2 separate regions of the Danio rerio genome follow, and region 2 is linked to region 1. Evidence: chromatin contacts called from public HiCAR-type data. All regions are on one chromosome and are shown on one strand. Each heading gives the region's core, a stretch centred on a gene start, on an enhancer-like site or on the middle of the called end of the contact. The rest is flanking DNA. Distances are from core to core; before and after follow the strand shown.

Region 1 (2,997 bases), core at 301-2,800:
CGGTCGTGTCAGCACTTGTCCCTCATAAAGTGAGCCGTGCAGCAGGTACATGGATGTGGAGGGGCTTGTAATTGCCTACAAGTGATGCACTAATAACGTGACAGTAACCTTAGGACCTCTCTAGAGGGTCTTTTCTCTTGTTTTCCAAAAAAGAAGGAAAAAATAACACCAAAAGAGGGAGAAATCCATGGAGAAAAGACAGACAGTCAATGAAAAGACGAGAGAAGAACAAAACCACTCCACCTTGCAGGAGTTCAGGGTCCGATTGGCGGCACTTCATCCAGCAGCAATTATATCGACTAATTAGAATTGGACAATTTCTTGTTTGAAGTATAAAGAAATGACAAAGGAGAGCATGTGAAAAGCTATAATTCAGAGCGAAACAGCATTAAAAATCCAGCCTAATCCCGCGCTAGCATGTGCCTCAACGATAACATAGAGCGCAGACTATGTCCTCGATTCTTTCTCTTTCTCACTCTCCCCATTTTTTTCCTCCTTTTTTCGCCTTTTTTATTTTATACCATCTGGCCCTCTCATCTCTGACATAAAAAAAGAAAACTAATTCATGTTCGGAGTCATCCACATGATGAATAGTGTAGGTCCAGGTGCTATGAGTGTAAAAAAGGAAAGTGGAGGGAAAGAGAGGGAGGGAAGAGGATGAGAGAGAATTATATATGTATATCATCTCCCATTGTACACAAGGGTGATTTTAAACTGTGTTCATGATTAAAGTGAGGGCTTACGCTCCAGTATATTCCTTACCGCAAAGTGATCGTAATTAGATATTTAATCTGTAATCCAAAATAGCCCATGATGCCAAAGACAAAAAAAAGAAGCGGTGGAGGATGAAGGGATGGGAGAGAGATGATGAATCCAGGCAGAGAGAGAGAGAGAGAAAAAAAAAGTGGCTTTTTTCTATCATTTGAAGGTCACAATGCGATGTGATTGTTTGCCTCACTGGAGGTGAATTATGTCACCCAGACAAGCTTTTAACCCATGTTACCTTCATTCTCTCTCTCTCACGCTGGCGCTCTCTCTCCCTCTCTCTTCTTTAAACAGTTTTCTATTGAAGAGGATTCAATCACCATAATGAATCTGAGGCCAGGCAGCAATCTTCTCCACAGAAAGAAATTCTAAAAGGTTATAGAATTTGTAAAATGAACAGCGCGGAGGAAGTAAATGGCAGCGTGTGTGTGCGTGCGCGCCTGTGTGTATATATATATATATATATATATATATATATATATATATATATATATATATATATATATATATATAATATATGTATGTGCAGAGTTAGGGAATCAATTATTGCAGGACACAAGGCAGTCATAATATTTAGCGGCCCTCATTCACTCTACTCAGGTAAGCTCAAACAGTGCTGCTTGTACAGGAGGTGAGGTTTATTTTTAGGAAGAGTGTGTATATGTGTGTGTGTGTGTGTGTGTGTGTGTGTGTATGCCACGCCCGGCAGGCAGAAGGAGGCTGGCACTGAAGCGTATGAGGGAGGCGCCCCTGACTGAGTCTCATAATCATATGCTAGATTAGGTTAAGTGGTGCACAAACCCGTCAGTAATTCAGCCCACTGTCTCCCAGGGAAACTGATTCACTCCTCCCCCTCCTCCATCATCCCAAAGCCATGAGACACACACACACACACACATGCCAAACGCTTAGCCGGAACGGGGTAACATATAGGACGCAAACGATCCCCCATATGTGATCAATGCGCCCGTCGGTCCTCCGTCTGAGCTCCTTCATGTATGAAATGACTCCATCTTGGAATATTTCAGAGCCCCGGCTGGATTGATTGATTTGTGTTATTCTGAGTGGCGTGTTCGCTTACTCCATCTTCACCCAAAAGCCAGCACGCCGAGGCGCTTAATGTTCCGTCAGAGCCCACGACATCAGATAGTAGGGAGGGTCAGCGAGGAAGACACCTATCCTCCATGTTCCTACATAATGAACTCTTAAAGAAGGTTGCCGGTTGTGCGGAGAGAGCCACGGGAGCCTGGAGCTCATCAGTGTCAGTCCTGAAAAGGTTCCGGAATGAATGAGCGCGAGGAATCAAAGGGAGATTACACGTCTGACCATGTATCATCCTCGATATATTGAACGCCGCCATTGTGTAGATAGAGCGCTTATAAAAAGTGGTATTGTGCCGGCCTGAAAGACTGTGTGGGCTCTCTGCATGACTAATCTGTCTCCTCCCATTATTTTATTCAATCTTCGCTGACTTTATGCCTTTGACATTTTTGCTACACTCAGTAAGTTTGAGTTGAATGGACAATTTTAAAGATTTTTTTAAAGGCATTTGCCAAGGCGGCCCGTGTGTGTGCGCGCGGGGAACAAAAAAAGAGGCTATCTCTTTGTTTCAATGCATAATTTATTACTAAAAATGGTCTTTTGACTAATTCCAGCGGGCAGGGTGAGAGTCGGAGCATGTTCTTTTCCTCTCGCTGCTGAAAGGCGCATTGGATTTTTCAAGTGAAAACATTTGATAATGCCTCAGTAAGAGATGTCTCTCTCTTAGTTCCTCTGTTCAAACCTTTCCACGTGCATTACTCACAAACAAAACACACACACACACACACACAAGTCCAAATGAATAGCGGTTTGGGGTCTGCTATAGATGCGACGCTATTTATATTCCTAACCAAACTGCTAAGAAAACAATTCAGAGGCAATGAGCTGTTTTTGCATTCATAAGCATAACTGATGTGCTCTGAGAGATTTATACAAAATCGCACAAAACACGCACGCACGCACCTAAGGGCTGTGAAAAAGAAAAAGGAAAGCAATTCGACTTGTGGTATACTGCCAAAAAATGCAGACACATTCGCACATGCGATGCAACAGCTAAGCGTTTTGTACGTACGCGGCCATCGGCAGCCAAAGCAACAGGGTGATAAAACACAGAGTAGGACGGTCACTGGCATTAAGAGATTAGCTTAAGTCCAAAAGCAATCATCATCTGAATATTTGATTATTAATCTG
Region 2 (2,853 bases), core at 282-2,781, 350 kb before region 1:
ATACACATTTAAAAAGAGGAATAGTCAAGAGAAGCAAAAATAAATAAATAAATAAATTGTTGAAATTTTGTATTTTGTAATTTTTTTTCAATTTAATTGTATTATCTTTCAATTTTGAAATATGTTTGGTGACTAAAATATTAATTTAATAAAGAAATATATTTAATAAATCTGTTTTGTTTAAATGCACAGGAATACATTGCCTATACTCACTGAGAAATGGATACAAATATTAGTTTTCATAAATGGGGTGTACTCAATTATGCTGAGCACTTTATATTGGCACAACTTTATAATTATAATAGACATGCAGTAGAATCAAAGCACAGCCACACATTTCTAATAAGCATTGAACATTAAGCGTATAGTACACAGTTTGTCCAGGAGATGGCAGTATAAGCCTCTGAATTAGCCATCCCACCAACTGCATGCTGGAAATAAGATCTTGTTACTCAATGTCATTTTCCTTTAACCTGCTGATATTTCACATTAATCTACAGATAAAGTGGTAGTTATTTATCAAATCTGAAGTGATTGGCAGTGTTTTTAAAGACTATACAGCGGTCACGGCTCTACAGCAGCCTGTTAGCATTTTTTGTGCGTGTCCGTGAGGAAATGAAGATAATCATAACCATAATGATAATAAATTATGTTCTCGAGTTTTAAAAACGCCTGGTCTCCCAGGGGCCAGTGCTCTTCGTGACTTCCTCTTAAAGAAAGTTCTGGTAATGAGTTACAGATTCCGCCCCATATTTGATTTTCACTCTTCATTAACTAAGCCACCTGGAATGTTATTATTTAAGGACGCCATTTCTTTTCCCCAAACAACTGCCACTGCGATCTGGAGACTAGCGCGCCGACTTTATGATCCTCACAACTTTTTCCTCCTCCTGTTCTGATCAATTTTGAAGTCTCCCGGTCCACATGTGGAGCGATTGCTTAATTATTTCGCCAGCGTAGAAATCTTCATCATAGTCTGGCCTGTCAAATTATGTTATCGGTGCATTTTCTCATCATTTGAATAATGTGTCTTTGTTAACCAAACATCAGTTTTCCTTGCCATAATCACAGCCCTAAATTTTTTTTTTTTTTGTGAACGATCAAGATTTTAATTAGGCTACATCACCTTAGATCTTAAAGGGATCGTTCACTCAAAAATGAAAATTCTCCCTTCACTTGTTTAAAATTTGACTGTCTCTACTGTTAAATATAAAAGAAGACATGTTGAAGAAAGCTGAAAACCTGTAACCATTGACATTCCATAGTACTTGTTTTTCTTCAATGGAAGTCAATGGTTACATGTTTTTTGCTTTCTTCAAATTATCTTCTCTAGTGTTTAACAGAATGAAGAGTTTTGAAACCACTAGAGGGTGAGTAAACAGTGAGTGAACGTTCATTTTTGGGTGAAACTATCCATTTAAAGGAAAATCAATAATAAAAACATTATATTTCATCCATCTATCCATCCATCCATCTAAAACGAAATAAATAGAGGAGAACACGACGCCCTCTACTGCTCAAGCACGATAATACACTCTCAGTGCGAGACAAGAGAGGGCCCTGGAAAGTAATACAAGACATATGGTAAGAGGACACATAGCTCCAGGATCCATCTTATGTTAATACAAGTGTCATGCTTAACAGAATGGCTAAATGAAAAGGCAGACAGAACAATAGCACAGCACAAGGCTGGAAGCGAGCTCAGTTAACAAGGGCCAGCACACTTGGGGAAGAGCGAGGCTGTGTGGAGTCAAAGTCCTGACATTTCCTAACTGCTTCTTATTATTCCCGGACCACAGAGTTAAGGCGAAGCGCGCTCCCATCTAAAACACTGAGCCGCTTTATACTCCGACCTCCCTCAGGTATTCTATTTTTACCATGAAATCTACTTAGTGTATATTTGTGTTTCAAAGACCCGGTCGTTTTAGGTTTCCTGAGAACAGGCGCTGTTTAATTGGAGGAAAATGTTGAGGATATGAATTTACAAACGTTTGAAATGCATGTTTAAAGGGATAGTTTTATGATTAGATTAACATTCTGGCATCCCCCCATTTGTTCAAACAAATTCTTGGACTATACTACTATAGTTATTTTGAAAAATAGTGTAAACTTGTAATCATTAACTTTTTTGAAGAAAGTGTCACCTTACATAACTCCTTTGCACAACATTAAACCGTAAATATCTCTTTTGCACAATATTCACCTTTAATACCGCAATGTCCTGCACAAAATTATTCAGTCTCATGTAAAAGTACTTGCACAGCCTGTCTTATGTGTATAGTTAAGTATCTCAAAGTATGTTAGTTATGCATAGTTTTTTTATTTACAAAATAGCTCTTATGTCTAGTGTTTTGTTTGTGTTTATGATTAATTTACAGTATGTAGCACCACTGTCCTGCGAGACACTACATGTCATTCCTCTGTACGTATGTCCACACATGTAGCGGAATGAAAATAAAGCTCGACTTGACTTTTATAGAATGGTTTATCTTACTACGGAAGTCAGTGGTTTCTAACATTTTTCAAAATATCTTCAAAATATTGTATCATCTTGCATTTAACAGTACAATGAAACTCAAAAAGATGTGGGACCACCCGAGGGGTCAATTAATGCTGAGTACATTTTGGTTTTTAGGTGAACTATTCCTTTAAGCACTTAGACATACAAAACATGAATAATGAAAAAAAGAAAGAGGGAACATTTATTTTGCTCATGGTCTCCGACTGAAATTTTATATCACATTAAGTGCTTAGTTCATCAGTAATATCCTGCTTAGTTGTTCAAAACCTCTTTGGCTTAATTTTTTTTAAGTAAGTAATTTTTTGAAGAATAGTGAAAACTTGTAACCATTT

Evidence for each region. HiCAR-type assays count read pairs that join an accessible place to other places.
Region 2: a contact with region 1 is called in a HiCAR-type map of caudal fin, with 6 times the contacts expected there. The contact joins two enhancer-like sites. A contact is called at or near these places in 1 of 18 Hi-C or Micro-C datasets (an unstated tissue) and 1 of 4 datasets of contacts at active chromatin or transcription factors (caudal fin).

The regions. Positions count from the first base shown.
Region 1 is chr7:47,935,379-47,938,375 of GRCz12tu, reverse strand. The region is part of intron 4 of znf536 (zinc finger protein 536); the gene reads right to left. Among named protein-coding and RNA genes, the nearest start is that of znf536, 110 kb to the right of the region's middle. Within about 2 kb of position 1,550, at least 7 of the 62 cell types and tissues checked have an H3K27ac peak or open chromatin away from gene starts, as enhancers often do.
Region 2 is chr7:48,280,844-48,283,696 of GRCz12tu, reverse strand. All of the region lies in intron 12 of znf536 (zinc finger protein 536), which reads right to left. Among named protein-coding and RNA genes, the nearest start is that of tshz3b, 300 kb to the left of the region's middle. Within about 2 kb of position 1,531, at least 7 of the 62 cell types and tissues checked have an H3K27ac peak or open chromatin away from gene starts, as enhancers often do.